Regions from separate parts of the Mus musculus genome. Here region 1 is linked to region 2. A link is a contact called in public Hi-C data. All regions are on one chromosome and are shown on one strand. The core of a region is the stretch at or near the end of the contact, and the rest is flanking DNA. Distances in the headings are between cores, read along the strand shown.

The links. Hi-C and Micro-C count contacts between places; a contact is called where the count stands out from the background.
Region 1: a Hi-C map of liver shows a contact between it and region 2, with 3 times the contacts expected there. The contact joins two enhancer-like sites. A contact is called at or near these places in 2 of 484 Hi-C or Micro-C datasets (both in liver), 1 of 115 datasets of contacts at active chromatin or transcription factors (kidney) and 1 of 9 other capture datasets (embryonic stem cells).

Annotation. Positions count from the first base shown.
Region 1 is chr8:116,366,311-116,370,232 of GRCm38.p6, reverse strand. No RefSeq gene overlaps it. Among named protein-coding and RNA genes, the nearest start is that of Gm31278, 16 kb to the right of the region's middle. Within about 2 kb of position 2,497, at least 26 of the 459 cell types and tissues checked have an H3K27ac peak or open chromatin away from gene starts, as enhancers often do. A contact at or near this core is called in liver, where this site is marked.
Region 2 is chr8:115,822,840-115,827,198 of GRCm38.p6, reverse strand. No RefSeq gene overlaps it. Among named protein-coding and RNA genes, the nearest start is that of Gm30925, 5.2 kb to the left of the region's middle. Within about 2 kb of position 2,623, at least 10 of the 459 cell types and tissues checked have an H3K27ac peak or open chromatin away from gene starts, as enhancers often do. A contact at or near this core is called in liver, where this site is marked.

The DNA.
Region 1 (3,922 bases), core at 1,248-3,747, 540 kb before region 2:
AGAAGGTCTGAGCTGATTTCCTAGGGTCTATAGTAGGGCACTAAGGGTGCCAACCTTTACTGGAAACCCTATCTCAGAATCACACTGGGGAGCCTCCGAGAAGGCTTAGTTGGTGAAGTGCTTGCCGTACAACTTGAGAAACCATGCTCCGTCCTCTGTGGGCAACCATACGAGCTCTGGAAAGAGTGACAGACCCTTGGGACTTGGTAGGTAGTAAGCTAGCCTAGGATTACCTGGCTAACTCCTGGCCAGTGAGGAAACTTATCCCAAATGACAAAGTGGATGGCTCCTGGTGAGTGACACCAGCAGTTGTGCTCTGGGACACACACACACACACACACACACACACACCTACTTACTCATGCAGAAACCTCCCCTGGGTGCATGCTTAGGGCTCTTGGGCTAAAAGAACTCCATTCTATTACCTAAATGCTGTGTCTTTTGGTGAGGCTCGGGGTGGGGCGTCAGGGGACACATCATTTGCATCTTGCTGTGTGACTCTGCTCTATGAGAAACCAGAGTTTGTGATTTGTCCCCATCTTCTGCCTTAAGAACCAGAACACAAATGTGTGGCTTAAGGATTTAGTCTCCTGGCTCAACAATGCCCCCTGTTACCCTGGAGGCCAGCAAGGACTCTGTTGTCTTCAGTCCTGAAAGGGGATCCTTTGATTAAATGGCTGAGCCTAGGAGTGACCTCTGGGTGTCAGTCAATTCTTTGGTGTTGCCTCCATTACTTAGTATGGTCATGAAGGAGATTTCTTAAGATTTTAGAAGGGTTTTTTTGGAGGGAGGCAGTGCTGGGTGTTCCTGTGGCTCGTTAGTTCTTAGTGTTGTTGCCTTGTCCTCCACCAAGGGACAAGAGGCACCCCATGGAGTAATTATTTCTCTTCTTTACCACCACGCCCTTGACTTGCTCCTGGTCCTCCTCCCCTGTGGCTGTGGTGCTCCTTCTCACACTGGGTCTTCTGCTGTCTGACCTCCCCCACTTGGAGAACGAGGCACTCACGGGCCAGGGCTGATATGATTGTGTTTGATTCAGGGCCATTCCCTAGTCAGAGCAGATCCTTTTTGGAAACTCCTCCCTCCTCCCCTCCCCCCCCCCCTCACGCATCTCAGGCCACTCATATCTATTTGTAGTTGGGTGCAAACATCTGCCCTTGGCTTGTGACCTGTTTGGTTCTAGGATGGCTATAGGATTTCAGTCAGACGCTGCCGCTCTTCCATTGGCGATCTGGAATCCCCAGCCCCTCCCCGGCCATTTCCACCAGGATGGAGATTGCTCTCTGAGGTTTTATTGAGCAAAGCACCTGACTGGAATAGGCTAATGTGATGGCCAGCTGTACCTACCTCAAGATGGCTCTGAGGAGAACCATCTGGACGAGAACCCATCAGATGTGGCTAACTTCGATCCAGAGTGAGATAAGCTTAGAACCAAGGCTGATGTTCTGGGCCCCACACCAGCAGGCACTGTGAATCTTAGGTCTGGGGAAAGGGCATGGCTCTCTTAGAGTTGTCTTTTAGTTTGTTTCTTTGATGAGATCTCCCTTCTCTTTGGCACGTGAGGAGAGCACTACCATCAACTATGTCACCAGCATCCAGATTTGACGCTTAGTGTCATTTACACTGGCAGCATCTCCTGACCCCAGACCTGTGTGTTCTCTCCTGGCCTCAGTGTCATTTCTGAGAAAAAGAAATGGGCATCGAATATCACTTATTTGCGATAGGCTGAATAGGTCCTCTCTGAATAAGCCTCTATCCCATCCCCTAGAGCCCTCAAATGTTCATTTATTTGGAAAAAAATGAATCTTTGTAGAGTGATTAAGGGTTTTAAGATAGAACGTAATTAATTATTTTGGATTACTGGTGGGCCGATGGGGTTCAAAGGGACCTTATAAAAGAAGTCAGCAAAGTGGATTCCTCAAGGCTCAGGGAGGAGAAGGGAGTGTGAAGACGGGCAAGAGATTCTTAGGAGATTGGGGGTGATGTTGCAACGACGTGCCAGGCATGCCAGAAGCCACCAAAAGTACAAAAAGAGAAAGAACTGTTTTTCTCTGGAGCCTCCAAAAAGACCCCAGAAACACTAAGGATAGATCTCTGGTTTCTAGGAATCTCACACATTTCTCTTTAAAGCTACTCTCTTTTTGGTAATTTGCCACAGGTACTGGAAATGAATACATGCCACCATGGCGTTATCAAGAGGGTCAGTCAATTTATGTCATGTTGCAGACATGTCAGTCTGTTTGTTATTGAATAAGTTCTCAGTAAGTATTAGCAAATAGTGTCATTTTATTTTGAAGCTAGGGAAAGCGTTGGCAGAGGATGACCGAATGGTGGGGGTGGGGGGCGGAGTGGGTGACCTGCCAGGGTCACTGTGATTTGCAAGCTGGACTTCTATCTTCTCCTTTGGCTGAAGGGATTGAATAAGTCCTGCCCTGCCTGGCTGCCCAGAGTTAAGGGATCAAATGAGTTAATGAACACGACAGTGCTTTTGCACAGCAGCCGTGTAAACGGCTAAGCTGTAGTCACAAAAGCTGGCACCAAACTGAGGCAGCCTAGGAGAGGGCCAGCCTGCAGCTTTGTTACTGGGGTGAGGTCATCTCTCTGGGCTTTTGTTCTTGCCTCTCTGAGCCCATTTGCTGTCCCCGCAACCTGGCCCCTTCAGCCCTGCCTGGAACCCCACACACAAAGTTCCAAAGGTCCCAGCAGTCCCAGCAGTCCCCGAGCCTCCCCTAGGGCACATTTCCTTTTGTTTCTATTTTTAAGAGTTATAACCAATAGATAGATAGATAGATAGATAGATAGATAGAAAGAAAGATAGATAGATAGATAGAAAGAAAGAAAGAAAGAAAGAAAGATAGATAGATAGATAGATAGAAAGATATATAGGTAGGTAGATAGATAGATGATAGATAGATAGATAGATAGGTAGGTAGGTAGATAGATAGATAGATAGATAGATAGATAGATAGGTAGATAGAAAGATATATAGGTAGGTAGATAGATAGATGATAGATAGATAGATAGATAGATAGATAGGTAGGTAGATAGACAGATAGATAGATAGATAGATAGATAGATAGATAGATAGATAGATAGATAGATAGATAGATAGGTAGATAGATAGTAGTGTTTAACAGTGATGCTCTCAGGGCTAAAGTAAATAGATCATCTTCCCTTGGTTTCACTGAAAGTGCCACATGCTTCTGATGAGTATCTTTTAGCCCAGAGACCCAGAGTCAGGGTGTCAACTTAGATAAGAACACGTCAACCCTTGCCAAATGCTTGCCTGTGGTGAAGTCCTCTGTGAAGATACCCAGCTTCCCCCAGAGAGCTACTGGGACAGCCTCAGGGGGCCCAGGAAGGCGCTCAGGAAGGAAGTGGGGGAGATCATGCTGACATGTTGACTTGCTTTGTCTTCTCCTGGCCTTTTCTCCTTGTTACTGTATGTGTTTATTTTGATGGGTGAATGGATAGGTGGGGTATGTCTTGTGTATATTCATGCATAACTTCGGGTTCTTGTTTCACACTCTGGTGATGTTCCCTGGGAGCTGCCTTCCTTTTCTCCTTCTCTTTCTCCTTCTCCTTATTCTCCTCCCTCCTCCTCTCCCTTCTCCTTCTTCCTCCTCCTCTTCCTCCCTCCTCCTCCTTCCTCCTCCTCCTCTTCCTCTTCTCCTCCTCCTCTTCATCCTTCTTTCTTCTTCTTCCTCTTCCTCCTCTCTTTCTTCTTTTCTTCTTCTTCTTCTTCTTTCTTCTTCTTCTTCTTCTTCTTCTTCTTCTTCTTCTTCTTCTTCTTCTTCTTCTTCTTCTTCTTCTTCTTCTTCTTCTCCTTCTCCTTCTCCTTCTCCTTCTCCTTCTCCTTCTCCTTCTCCTTCTCCTTCTCCTTCTCCTTCTCCTTCTTCTTCTACCAGTGTGTGTGTATGTG
Region 2 (4,359 bases), core at 1,374-3,873:
GTGTACAGTCTATATGTGGTATGTATGAGGTACATGCTCAAACTATGATCAGCTACATATGTAGGTATACTTGCCTGTGGCATGACATGGAGGCCAGAGGCTGTTGGATGTCTTTCCTTGATTGTTCTCAACATTAGCTTTTGAGACAGGCTTTCCTACTGGACCTTGCATTTGCATTTTCAGCTAGACTGCATGGCCTATGAACTCCTTGAATCCTCACGATTCTCTCTGTATACCCCTCTCCTGAGGTTACAGGGATACAACACTGTGTCTGGCTTCTTACATTCATTCTGAGGCTGGAACATGGGACATTTAGCCACTGAGCCATCGCTCCAGTTCTTTATTAACATTTCTGAGTCATATGTAGATAGGTACACGGGGCTTCCTCCTGCTGTCTATCATTGTGTGGGGGAGCCCAAGACAACCAGAGGTCTGTTGTTGGTTGAATACTACTGTTAAAGTCAAACCCTGCTTGAAGAATGACTCTGCACAGGATGTTGTCCTTCAGAGCTCAGATCACCCCACCCCCACCCCCTTAAGCTTGTGGTATCTTGGCCTGAAGCCTGTTCCCTTCCCAAAATGTTTGTTAGTACAGTGGCGTTTTATGACACTTTATGGAAAAACCAAAGGGTGGAGGGAAGATGACTCTATTCAGCAAATCCACACATTTTAACCTTCTCTTACTGGAATTTGGAATCCTCTGCATACCTTGTTAGCAGAAAGAAAGAGAGATAGATAAAAAGCTTCAAGAATCTTTTTTCCATGCAAGCTTACGAGTGGAACGTTCTTTACCTCTTAACTCTGGCCAGGACAAATGCTGCCCAGGCTCTGAAAACAGCCTGCTATTTAGAAAGGTCTCAAGGCAGCCTTTGCATAACATTTATGACTGTAGTTATCTTTGCAGGATCTCCAGGAGGGACCTAGGAGGCTCAGGGGGTAGAGGCCACTTTATCCTTGCAGAGTTAACCCTGTAGGCAATGTTGGGGGGCCTCAGATTTAACTCCATCTTGCTCTGAGCTCCCTGGTGCTTGTCTCCAGCCTTCAAACCCCACATAGGCAGCTGAGAGGGTTCAGAGGAGCCCTCTGCAGAAGCAGTCATACCTCTGATTCAGTTAAGGAGAGCCTCACTGTGTTCTGATAAGAGTGGCAAGTCAGAGGCACTGGGGCCCAGACAAGGTCCTTTAGACAAATCATGCTGTTCTTAGATTCTCGGAACTTAAAACCAGGGCCCGTGCTACACACAAGTTTGAGATTATCGCTGACAATTATCTAAAATTAACTGCATTTTTCAAATGAAAAACATTTAGGGGATGATCAGATAAGAGGAGCGCCTATTTATACTTGTTGGGGAAGGGAGGGAGGAGGGAGAGAGAGAGAGAGAGAGAGAGAGAGAGAGATCATTTTTGTTACTCACAACATAAAGGGAGACCCACCCACCAGCATCACTTTTTAGAGGAAATGGAGTTTCTAAGAGGATGCCCAGATTCCTTCTAGATCCAGCCAGAGTGGGGCTGTACTTTCTGAGACACTGAATTTGGCACAAGTCAAAATGTTTGTTCACAGGACTAAAGTGGGGTCTGGTGGGTCCTGGCTGTGAAGTGGATATTGAAGGTCAGTTAGCTGTGAGGAGAGGGCAGTGTTCAGCTGACGGGGGCAGCAGGTGAAGTCTCTGTAACTAGACAGACTCAGAGAGGAAGCCTGGCATGCAAGCCAGCACAGGTGTCACTACCTTGAGGAGAGTAACTTAAGAATCTCTCCCCATGCTGCTCTTTCTGTAGGTGAGGGAGAGAAAGCTGGAAATGATCACTTGGCTAGGAAGCAAGAACTGAAACCAGAACCACACATTTTAAAAACAACTTTGACAAATGATCACCTTGCTTTGGTTTTTCACTCCTGGTTTGGTTCCATTTTTCACAGCACAGATCAAAAGTTGTAACAATTGGCCGGGTGCAGTGGTACCCATTTTTAGTCTAGGAACTAGGAAGCCAGTGGTAGGTGGATTTTTGTGAGTTCTAGGCCAAATAGGGCTACATAGTCAGACCCTCAAAAATAACTAAATAAAACCATATTTGGTTTATTTATCAATAAATATATTTATTTGTTAATAAAAGTTATAATAAAAGGAAGGCATGGGAATTAAGGTTGCATGCTGAGAAGGGTGTGCCCAAAGGGCAGACTCCAAGGAGAACAGCCCAATGGTTCAAATGGAAGCTGTGTGTAGATTGTCTTATGATAATTAGCCTGGCAGGAGATTGCATGCCTATAATTCTAGCCCTCTGGAGGCTGAGGCAGGAGGATTATGAGTTTCAATCCAGCCTAGGCTACATGGTGATGATTTCACATGTGTATACTTCACAGGATGTCATCTTCCTGTGTCCGCACATGCCTGGCATGTACTCACATTCAGTCTTCATAGGCACTATACATATAAGGCCATGCTAAAGGTGAAAAACGGGTTTAGAAGTGACTATCGCCTTTCTCAGCAACAGTGGAGTCAGAATTTGAACTTCGGACTCAAAGACTACCCATTCCCACTGCAATATCTCCCTGGCATGGAGCTGTGGTAAGTATAACCTATTCCCAGAGTTCTTTAGTCCCTGTGAAGGTTGTTTTTGACTTTTTCCTTGCTCGACACAGGTCGGCAAAGAACAAATAATGACAAACACCAAAACAGCCCAGTGGGAAATATTTAACTCCTGTACTTCTAGACGCTCTTGCATAGCCTACCTTTGTTCTTGGCCAGAAAAGTAAAAAAAAAAAAAAAAAAAAAAAAAAAAAGAGAGAGTTTATTTGATCCTTGGTGGCTCGAAGCCATGTTTCCTGTGCACTTAGCGGGTCTTAATGGAAACCAAACCAAAGCTTTCTCTTCAGGCATCTGTACTCTTAAGTGAAAGACCCACATGGTTAGGAAAACTGAGCCACCACCACCACCACCACAAACACACACACACACACACACACACACACACACAAATTCCTGTATTTTTAAATACATCCCAACACAACGTGAAGTGGTCACTGCTAATTCAAAGAGGCAGACACAGTTCTTAAAGGCTGAAAGTTCTGGATGGCTCTAAAAGGTCTTTCACAAGATCTGCGCCCAAGGCCACATTCACAAAACTGTAATCACTCCCCTCCCCAGGCTTTGTTTATCTGGCCATTAAAAAAAAATTAAAACAACTCTTACTTTGGACTGTCTGACAAGATCTGTTTTTCCAGCTGTGGCATCTGAAAAGGACACTAGAGGGCTGGTTTGGGGTCTAGCTTTTTTTTTTTTTTTCAGGCTAGAAGGAAAGATTCTTAAGCAATCTTGCTGGGGTTGAACCGCATACTTCGAGGCTTATTTACCCTGCTTTATGGCACACCTGTTTGGATACGGGCTGTTTTCTGGTATTTAAGCCTACCATTTCTTGCCAATTGCTTTATCTGCAGGGCCCTGTGGTTTTGCAGCAAATGTTCTTTATTAACTCAGAAAGAAACACGAGTTGCTTCATGATCATTCTTAGTGAGACCAAAATAACTTGTTACTGCCTTCTAAGAGGTTATCATTGACCTCAGGACCAGGATACACGAGGCCAGGGAAAGAGTAACAGAGCCATTCTGGGTTGAATCCTTTAATAAATTAAAACATTTTTTTAAAGGTTTCTTTCTTATGTTGAGCTATTCTGTTTCCAGGCAAGAGTAACACTGCCATTTCAGATTGAAGTGGACCATTTCACCCACTGTGGAAGTTGTAGGGTTCAGAGAATGAGAGTCATAGGAGATGGGTAAACAATCTGAATCCGTGTTCATTACAATTTTATGTAGCATTTAAAATCTGTATAGCACAATATGATGGTTTTTCTTGGTTGTCAACTTGACTACATCTGGAATTAACTAAACCCCCCCCCAAATGGAGGGTGTACCTATGAGGAATTTCTGCTTAATTCGAAGTGGGAAAATCTTCTTCCAATCCCCATCTTTAAGGTAGGAAGACACACCTTTAAGTCAAATCTTTAATCCAGCTCTAATCAGGGCAACACCTTCTGCTGAAAGCCTATAGAAGGGCATCAAAGAAAGTTTCCCCTGCCTATATGCACTTCCCTTGCTCCATTTCCTCACTGGCATTAGAGCACATCCCTTCATGATTCCAGCTGAGATATCCAGACTCATTGACTGAGCAACTACTGGATTCTTGGACTTTTCCGTTCATAATTGTTGGAGTAACTGGACCACACCTAGACACACACACACACACACACACACACACACACACACACACACACCTTGATTCTATAAGTTCTATGACTCTAGAGAACCCTGACTAATACACACAAGCTGGAGAAATAGCTCAGTTACTAAAAGATTTGTCTTGCAAAC